Regions from separate parts of the Mus musculus genome. Here region 1 is linked to region 2. The links are chromatin contacts, called in public HiChIP or PLAC-seq maps. All regions are on one chromosome and are shown on one strand. Each heading gives the region's core, a stretch centred on a gene start, on an enhancer-like site or on the middle of the called end of the contact. The rest is flanking DNA. Distances are from core to core; before and after follow the strand shown. Region 1 holds the start of Stra6 (stimulated by retinoic acid gene 6). Region 2 holds the start of Ulk3 (unc-51-like kinase 3).

Evidence for each region. HiChIP or PLAC-seq counts read pairs in DNA pulled down with a chosen protein or histone mark.
Region 1: a FOXA1 HiChIP or PLAC-seq map of pancreatic cancer cells shows a contact between it and region 2. The contact joins the promoter of Stra6 here to the promoter of Ulk3 in region 2. A contact is called at or near these places in 1 of 115 datasets of contacts at active chromatin or transcription factors (pancreatic cancer cells) and 1 of 9 other capture datasets (pancreatic islet).

The regions. Positions count from the first base shown.
Region 1 is chr9:58,131,608-58,136,329 of GRCm38.p6, reverse strand. Stra6 (stimulated by retinoic acid gene 6) reads right to left here and starts at 2,255. Exons shown (of 19, transcript NM_001162476.1): 1 at 1,882-2,255; 2 at 1,128-1,256. The coding sequence starts at 1,240.
Region 2 is chr9:57,587,252-57,592,077 of GRCm38.p6, reverse strand. It overlaps Ulk3 (unc-51-like kinase 3), which reads right to left and starts at 2,626. Exons shown (of 16, transcript NM_027895.1): 1 at 2,392-2,626; 2 at 1,614-1,754; 3 at 1,297-1,417; 4 at 760-864; 5 at 1-84. The coding sequence starts at 2,493. Scamp2 (secretory carrier membrane protein 2) reads right to left here. Exons shown (of 9, transcript NM_022813.3): 9 at 3,280-4,656. The coding sequence ends at 4,522.

The DNA.
Region 1 (4,722 bases), core at 1,006-3,505, 540 kb before region 2:
AACAAGTTACAGGCACCTGGCTTCCAGCCCATGCCCAGCCTGGTCCCTGATACTCACAAGGACACAGTTTCTGATTGGGTCCTTACCCCAAGTTAAGAGTTTGGTTTCCTTGGAGAGCCTAAGCCCCTCCTCTAGTCCACCACTGCATAGCTGAGCTGGGGAGGCTGGGAGAAGGGGAGTCACAGCCTAGCTGACCGCAGGCTTCTTCTGCAGGTGGCCAGAACCCTAAGTCCAGAACAACAGCTCTTTCCCTAGGGCCTGGGTGGGGCCTCAGTCCCTGCTGGGTGACCCCAACCAAGCCAGGCTGAAGTCCTAGCCTCTGGGGAAACACTTGAGCATTTTTTCCTTCTCCAGTTTCAAGTTTTAATGGTGAACAGATGTGCACACATCTGGCTTAGTACCACCCGTCCACCCCATCTCACCCCACCCCTACCTCTCTGCTCTGCCTCACCTTTCAGGGGAGAGCCAAACTCCGGGTGCCTCAGAGGCAAGACAGTCTTAGAGGAGAGCAATACTATGCCATAGAAAACCCCAACTCCTCTGCAAGGTACCCAGACTAAACATAGATAGGAAGGGTCTAGGCCAGGAATTCTTGGGACAGCCATGGGGTGAGGGTAAACTGACCTACCTGCACACCCTCCTTGGACTAGCCTATACACTTGCTTCAAGAACAAGGTCTCCTCTCCCTCCATACCTCCTAAAACTCCCTCCACTCAGAGTGGTCCAGAGATAATGGTGCGCCAACGCTTTCCTCGGCAGCTCCACAGGGTTTTCTCCTACAGTTCCTGACTCTCCCATGCCTGTAAAGCCCCAGGGACAAACCCTACACCGAGCACCACAGAGGTCTGTGACACCCCCCTCCCCCCACACACACAGTGCTCCCCATCCTGGCTGGCTATGGACCACATGGCCTCAAGCCCTTCTTAATAATAGTTCAAGAACTGTTGTCCCCAGGTTTTATAGAAAGTCTGAGGCCCAGAGAGGCTGTGAGTCGCTGAGAGGTCACACAGCAGATAAATGGCAAAGCCAATCTTAGACACTCGCCCAGGGTCTCGCTGCCTCCATCTTGGCAACCTCTCTACCATAAACCGGCTCTGACGGCTGCCTGAGCCAATTGCCACACTTACCCCTCTGGCTGCACCTCCTCAGCTCCTAGAGGTTCCTCGATGTACCAGCTGCTGTAGTCATCTGTCACCCCGGAGGAGGTCTGGCTTCCATTCTCAGATGCCTGGGACTCCATGCTCCAGCTCTTCTTCCTTGACCCCAGACAAGAGGGGGGAGGGGCATACAAATGTGAAAAGAGGCTTAAAAGGAAAAAAAAAAAAAAGAAGAAGAAGAAACAAAGGAACATTTCTTGTTAATCCTAAAGGTTACTTTCTTGCTTTTAGCTCTCTGGGAAAAGTCGTCTGGGACTGCAGGTCAGGAGAGAGCTGGAGGAGGGATTGGGGGGGGGGATTGCGTGGGGGCAGACAGGAGTCTTCTCTTGAACTTCCCTACCCAATCGTGTGGTCTGACAGAGTGTTCTGCACCCCTGGGGGTTCAGGCTCTTGCTGGGAGCGCCTAGTGGACCAAATGACCTGTTACCAGCTGGTCCACTTTCAAAGATCTCTCTTGTGCAAACTGCCCGCAGAGACCCCTTCCTTCCCCGCCCCAAGCCCACCCAGATGGACCCACAGACAGAGTAGAAAGGGGGACCAAGGAGGAAGGAGCCGCAGAGATGAAAGGGTGGGCGGGCGGGCTGTGGCTGGCTCCACTTGGTCTGTCCTGCAGCTGGTCTCTCCACCCCTCCTGCTCTGGGGTCCAGCCCAAGCCCTCCCCTCTTCACCAAGGCTCCCTTGAGACCATCCCCCAGTCTCATTTGCCTTTAGTCAGCCCCTTTACCTCTTCAGCCTCACTGCTGGGAACACACCATAATTCTTGATGAGACCCCGAAGATGGATGGCTGCTGACCGTGCACATGCCTACCTCCTAGCACCTGCCCCAAGCTCTCCTGCCTAAGCATAGCCCCTCTTCAGAACCCAGCATCGTGGCATCTTAGGGCAACACCCTACTGGGGCTGGCTACAGAGACAGGGAGGGAACCTATCCACATGGTCTCCTGAGTATATATGAGGGAGAGCACACGTGTTACACTAGTAAAACCTTTTTGTTCTTACGACTTGATTTCACAAGAAGATAACTCACCCCCACAGGCGGAAATGAGTCCTTCAAACTCAAACCAGACCTGGGAGAAGATGAACTTCGCCTGCCTGCCGCTGTTCTTGTTCCAGCCCCGGTGAAGGGGTGAGGGTTTTCCTATCCTCCCAGAGGAGCTGGACCCCTGGCTGCCCCCTCCCTTCCCTGGCCCAGCCTGTGGGGAGGAGCAAGAGGCAGACAAAGCAGAGAGCTGTTCTCAGCTCAGACCTGACATTCTGAGGCTCTCAATCCTTCAGTACTCCGCAGGGGATTTGGGCCACGGTCTTGTACAGATAAGCTTTAAAAGCATTTTTATTGCATTTATTTATTTTGTGGGTGGGTAGTTGGGGAGGGGGGATCAACACATGCCATGGCAGAAGACAGCTTATAGCAATTGACCCCCTCTCTCCATCATGTGGGTTCTGGGGAGGACAGAATACTGGTCACTGGTCCCCGGTGGCAAACACCTTTACCCACAGAGCCATCTGACAGCCCCCTCTTCCTTATAAAAACACACTCATTCATTTATTCTTTCAACAGAAGCTTACTGACCACCTACTATGTTCTAGGACTGCTCTGGATGCTGAGACTAGAGAAAGCACAGTTCAGAGGTCTAGCCTACCAACATATATAGCCTCCAGAGCCTGGGATTTGCAGGGGGAAGATTGTCCTGACCAGTCCCATTGGGAACTGTGTTTGCAAAAGAGCAGTGGGAGGAAGGAGAATTCCTGAGGAAAGTCACCTTTGGGTGGAGCTCCAAAGGACACCAGCTGGTCCCCAGGCCCAGATAGCAGAGAGGAGCTTGCTTGTTCACTGTAGAAGGAAGCTCCGGGGTGAACGTTCAGAGTGGACAGAACCTCAGTCTCACAGGCCCCTGCAGCTGGCAGCCAGGCCCATGAGGCCAGGTGGGGCCTGAGTCCTGTGAACCCTTGCTGCCTCCTTCCCAAACATCCTATCTTCCAGGAAGAAGGCTCTGCCTTTCTCCCCATCCCACAGAGGAATTGTGAAGATGGAGCTTTCTCGGATACAACTCAGAAACCTACGCTGAACTGTCTGATATCAGGGGTCAGGCAAATCCTGCCCCTCAGGCTCTCTGGGGACAGGGATCTACCTTCCCTGCTCTCTTTCTTTCCCTTAGGACAGTGCCTGGCTCCGAGATCACAGAGATTTTAGATCCAGTCTGGCAAAACCACTTCTTGTTTTAGTGCTTCTTCTTCACTCATGGTCCTATGTCATAAGGCTGCTACGTGCCAGGCTTGCTGGAGCTCTCTGCTCCAATGCCAGAGCCTAGCATACCCTTCACCTCTCAAGGGTCACAGACACTCAGCATAGAGAGCAATCAATCCATATCTCAGCCCTGCCTCTCATGATACTGTTAACAAAGAGCTCAGTCCTAGACTATGGCCATTGCCTGAACAAGACAATCGTTAGATACCTCTACCTGTCAACTTTGTTCTGCCTTAGAGGGATTCCCTGCCACCTCCCAAGCCTTGTTCATTCATTCATTCATTCCAAATATCTTATGTGATAGTTGTGTCTTACCTACTGATGTCACCTACTGATGTCCTTGAGATTTAACATGTAGGGAGGTAGAAAGAGACAGTTCACCACGAACCATCAGAGCTGAAGAGAAAATACAGTGAGGGGAGGAAAGGAGAGATGGGCAATGCAGAGCCAGCTATATGCAGCCTAATCCTGAAGGGAGGGAGGAAGGGACCCTATCAGGCTACCAGAAGGAACCTCTGTCCACTCAAAGGTGAACCCATGTAGATAGCCCCTTACCAAGGCCAGGTATGGTCACTACCCCACCTTCCTGCACCAAATCTGCTCCCATAAAGCCCAAGATCCCAAAATACCACCTCCCTTTTCCCTAGGGAGATGTAGCAGCCACCTTGGTGGCAGCTCTACCTCCCTGGCAGGAATAAGGAAAGTATACACTTTGTCTTTCTCTGTTCCCATGGACCCAGAAGCAGCAATGGAGCCAGCACCTGGGGCAGAGCAAGGGAAGCAGGGCAGGTTCCCACACGGCAGAGGGTAGGGAACTTTAGGGAGAGGCAGACTACCTGTGGTCGAGTGTTGGTTCTGCCCCTGCAGCCCTGAGTGACTCCTTACTCTGGTTGGGTCGTAGCCCCACCTCTGTGGCAACCAGCCTACAGAGTCTTCTATTGTGGCTTTTCCCCCAAGACAGTCTTCAGTGACTTCACAGCCCGAGAATGTGGAGGCGCCACACCAGACATTGTTGTAGCAAGCATATCAAAGTGTATCAAAGCCACAGAAGCCAGGCTGTGGCTATTCAGCACCCTGCTCCTCCCCCACGCCTTCTATCTACCATCCACTCTGGTGGGAGCAGGGGGAAGATCCACAGGTAATGAGTAACCGTGTCTCATCTGAAGACAAACCCACTTCTTAAGCCCAAGGTTCTTCACCCTGAAATATGAACAGCATGGGCTTTCCACCTGCACACCAGGGGACTAGCTCGGAGAATGATAATAAATTGCCTAGCCACATGGGCAAGCTGGTAAGGGGAAAGGTAAGAGATGCTCTTGAA
Region 2 (4,826 bases), core at 1,377-3,876:
CCATCTCAGGAGCCATATAGAGCGGGGAGCCACGGAGCACGTGTTTTTCGTCCCACGGGGACATGTGCTGGGCAAAGCCAAAGTCTGCAGGCAAGAGGGCAGGCCCAGGGTTCAAATCCCAGCTGCTCCTATGAGGCCAGTCAGGGCTCCTCCCCACCCTAGACTCACCTGTACTACTCCCGCCTCCTCCCCTGTGCAATACTCCTATATCCCTGGGGGGGGGGGGGCGGCTCGGGGAAACCCTCTGCATGGCACATGGCCTCTTAAGCACCTTTTCCTTAAACCTATCTCAAATACAATTCCACAGAAAGCCCCATCCCAGCCCCAGAACTAAGTTACGTCATGATCACTGGCCTCCAAACTCAAGCCCATTCTTTATATCTTACCAGAACCACAAACACCTGTCCACTGTTAAGTGTTCTCCTCAGCCGTCCAGACTGAGCCCTAACCCTAAGAACAGAGCTCACAGACTGATCCTGGATGCTGGTCACACATTGGCACTAGTTCCAGACTGAACCCCAACTCTAATTCAGACTTGATCCCTAGCTCCACCCACCACCCTGCAGGACAGAAAGTGTGGGCAGCCTGGGAATGGGTGCTACCTTTTGGCGCCGGGCTCAGCTCTACACCTCCTGATCTGTCACTAATGACTTAACAGAGCGACCCCTGGGAACCAGGCCGCTGAGGAAGCAGCACAGCCAGGAGCTCACTGTTCACCCACTCTAAATGAACTGCCACCCTGCTGTTCCAGACGCAGACCTGCCAGTTTCAGGTGGGGCTTCTCCAAAGAGCTCAGCAGGATGTTCTGCGGTTTCAGATCCAAGTGAGAGATGTTTCGTTCATGCAGGAACTGCAGGGCACTAGCTGAGGAGTCAGCCACCAGAAAATAAGTCAGAGCCTCTTTCCCACCTGCCTCTCCCCTCCCCAGGCCTCCACCTATCCCCGTACAGCTCTATTACTGCAGCGCTGTTCTGGCTGAGCTACAGAATATATAGAAGCAACAGACTCTGGCTACTTCTAAGAGTTCCCAAGTGCCTGTTCTCTGTACCCTTCATAAAACCACCCTCCCTTCAAGGAGCCTCCAGAAAAGCCCCAGCCCTTAAGGACGTTGCATTCTCCCTCACTAAAGCACTTGGGTTCCACCTACTGGGCCCTGGAAGATGCCACAAGGTTCTTACATCATGTTCTCCATGTGGAAGCCTGAATTCCCTACAGATGCTAGGGACACAACATGGCAGACTGCAAAGCATTGGGATAGGGGAGAAGAAGCCACGGGGTGTGTCACAAGCTTTTTACCCAACTGCTGCATGAAAACACGGGCCACCTTCTCAGGCAGGATCCTGCGGGTATGAATGAAGCGAGACAGGTCACCCCCTGCACAGAACTCCATGATGAGGTAGATATTGTCATTGTCCCACTGTGGTTGCAAGTAAAGAGAGAGAGCGTGAGTTCCAGGACAGCCAGGGCTATACAGAGAAACCCTGTCTTGAACCCCCCCCAAAAAAAGGGAGCGAGAGAGAGAGAGAGAGAGAGAGAGAGAGAGAGAGAGAGACAGCTTTAGGCGCTGTCCCTTCTCCAGCCGCCTTTGGAGGCACCCCTTCCTGGGCTCAGACCTGGAAGTCTTTCAGCTGCACGATATGGGGGTGCCGAATGCCCTTGAGGATCTCAATCTCAGTCAGGAGGTTTTCCACTGACGCCTTGTTGAGACTCTTCTTGGCCACGCATTTTATGGCTACCACTTCCCGAGTATCCTTCTGTGGTACAGAAAATTTGGGGTGTCTGTTTTGAAGGGGCCGACCCCATGGGCTGGAGTGGGCTCTGAGTCTGCAAACTTTCCCCTGTTTGGAGTCTGTCCACTCTCCATGGACCTCCAAGTTTCCCAGCTTCCACGTCTCAAATCAACGAGGCATCCGGATTCGGGAATCCCACCCCAGCAAGTGTTCTCCAACGCCGTGCTTCTAACCCACCGCATCACTTTCTAGAGGGGGGGCGGGGAGGGTTAGGGGGCGGGGGATGTCACTATTTAAAGAGCTATCCACTCTGCATTCTAACTGGTGCTGCCTCCTGGGAGTCTGACCCCAGACTCCTCCCAGCCCCTAAGGCAACTTCCGTGCAGAGCCGGTTCTTCAGCCACTGACACAGAGATTCCCTTAGGTCATCGCCCGCACCTCCAGACCAAACTGGCGTGGCTGTTTTTAAAACCTAAAAGGGGCGGTTAGCTCCAGCCTCCTCTACCAGCTTGGGCAGCCACTGTGGCCTTACTGCTCTCAAGGCGGTCGCCTTTCCTGCTCAGCTTGGCCCGTGACCCAGCCGGGCTTGCAGGGAGTTGGCTGGCACGGGAGTCGGGTGCCCGGCGCCGGGACACCTCCGGCACGACCCGCCCACACCCACCTTGGCGTAGGCCTTGTACACCGTGGCGTACGTGCCACTGCCCAGGCGCTCGGTAAGGATGAAACCGTCCAGCCGAGGGAGACCCCAGCTGGGCCCAGCCATCCCGCGCCCGCCGCCAGGTGCTTCCTGGTTCGGGGTGCAGGTTCCGGCCAGCAGAGAAGCTGGGGGCGCTCGAGGGGCGGCGAGGCGGGACTCCGCAGGGCCCCGGCGCTGCCCGCCGGAAGCGCGGCTCGACACCTCCCCTCCGAGGCTCCTCCCCGCCGGCAGCGGGCTGGGTGACACCCTCTGCCAAGGATTGCCAGGCAGGTTTCAGACACTGAGGCTTTAGTGGGTGTAGAGTTGTGTCGAGGACTGCGGACACGATCACATGGGAATGGCATCCTAGAGACCACCTACGTAGGGGGCGGGAGGAAGAGCCTGGCTCACTCCCTGCCCTTCAAGACCAGAAGCAGTGGATATGAAAATCCCAGGGCCCCACAGGGTGACGAGGGAGAACGGACTCCAGCAAGTTCTTCTCTGATCATCACACGTGCTCTGGCCCTTATTCATTCGTTTATTTGGTTTTGGAAGACAAGGTTTCTCTGAGTAGCCCTGGCTCTCCTGGAACTTACTTTGTAGAGCAGTCTGGCCTCGGAGTGCTGGGACTAACGGTATGTGCCACTATGCTTGGCGAAAAACAATTTAAATGCCTTTGGAAGAGACCAAGTTGCCATTGCCAGGGTCCTCGATTCTGCCTTTCAACTCTTTCCCTAGAGTTGAGTGGTCTGTCGTCCAGCACAGCTCAGCCACCAACAACCTTAACTGTCACCTCACCTATCTTAGTAGGCCCTTAGTCTGTACTTCAGTAGGCTATAGCCCTCCCAAGTCCACCATTGACATCAGGGCCAGTGCTGTCCGAAAATCTTTTTATTTAAGCACAAAAATTGAGACATGACATATACATCTGTACATGGAGGAAAATAATACCAGGAAGTTTACAAAACCCCGGTGGCTGACATTACCACTTGGTGGCTCTAGGGCTGACAGCATGAGGGTAGTCTCAGGAGGGCCCCAGTTCCCAGGGGCAGGAGACTGGCCAGCTTGGTGAGCTCTCGCAGTACTGACAAAACACAGGGTCCAGGTTTCCACAGCGGCTTCTTAGGTGCCACTGCAGTGACACACCCGTGGAGCCCCCAGGACAAGTAGAAAGGGACCTAGACTCCATTGTGGGAAGAACCCTCAGAAAGAAGGCTCGGCAGTCCTGCCTGCAGGACATAGTTCAGGACTGATTTCTTCCAAAAGACCCTAAGCGTTTTAAGAGGTGAGTATTGCTGAAGATAGGCAGGGGCCAAGCTAAGGCAGAGGGGCAGAGTCCCTTGGGAGGAGAGAAGCCAAAACAAGCAGACATCTACCCTCTCACAAGACTGGTAGAGGCTGGGCAGGACTTGACTTACTTGTCTTCGTCCCCTCCTCATCCCCCAAGTCTCAACCAACCCCACTTACTGTACATTCAGAAGTCTGAAGAGAGGCTAGGGAGGGCCCCCAGAGGGCACAAGGTGCTATCACACATGAGTCGTAGCAGGCACAGGGTCATGACTCGGTTGTGAAGAACACCAGGAGCTCACCGGAAGAGGACTTGGGAGACTTCTGTGCTCCCACCCAGAACACAGCTCACCTAGAGTAGAGCCACTGGGGGACTTAGGAAGCCCAAGCATGAAAGGCAAGGTTGTGGAGACCCAATACACATGGAGCCTGTAGAGGGAGGGAGTGAAGTACAGGGTGCCTGTGGAAAATCCCCAGTACAGTGAGCCCAGGTTGGCCCATGATCCCAAGCACATGAGTCCATTTGTTTTCAGGGAAAACAGTCCCATTGCTTCCAGACAAAATCAGACCAAGCCACCATTAGAAAAGGAAAGACAGCTTTGTTATTTTTTCTTTTCCCATGTGTTTTTTTTTTTTTTAAAGTCCTTGTCCCTTCCTCTCCTTCCCTCTTGTAGAGGAGAAAGCTGACTACTGAGGGAGGAGCAGGGACAAGACAAATCCCTGCCAGGTCTGTGCTGGTGTAGTCACTGCATAAGGCACCCGAGGAAAGTGCAGCTCAGAAGACAGTTGACAGAGAGGCCAGGGCTCAGGGAAGGAGAGTCGGGAAGCCTAATTCCCCTGAAAGGCTCCTCGGGCAGCAGATGAGGCAGCCCCGCGAAAGGTTCTGCTGCTGAAGATACCCTGGGAGAACTCTTCCTGGGCCTGCTGGAAGCTGGCTCCTGTTCGGCGGTAGAAGGCGTGTACCTAGGGAAGGAGGCTGGGGTGAGAAGAGCCCAGAGCAAACCTAGCCATCAGGGTATGGTGGCAGCCACTGGAGGGGTCAACCCTGCCTGGCTGCTTACCCATAGCCTTGGATGAGGTGCTGGGCCCCTGAGAGCTTCAGGAGCAAGGCATATTTAGATTTGTGCCTGCCC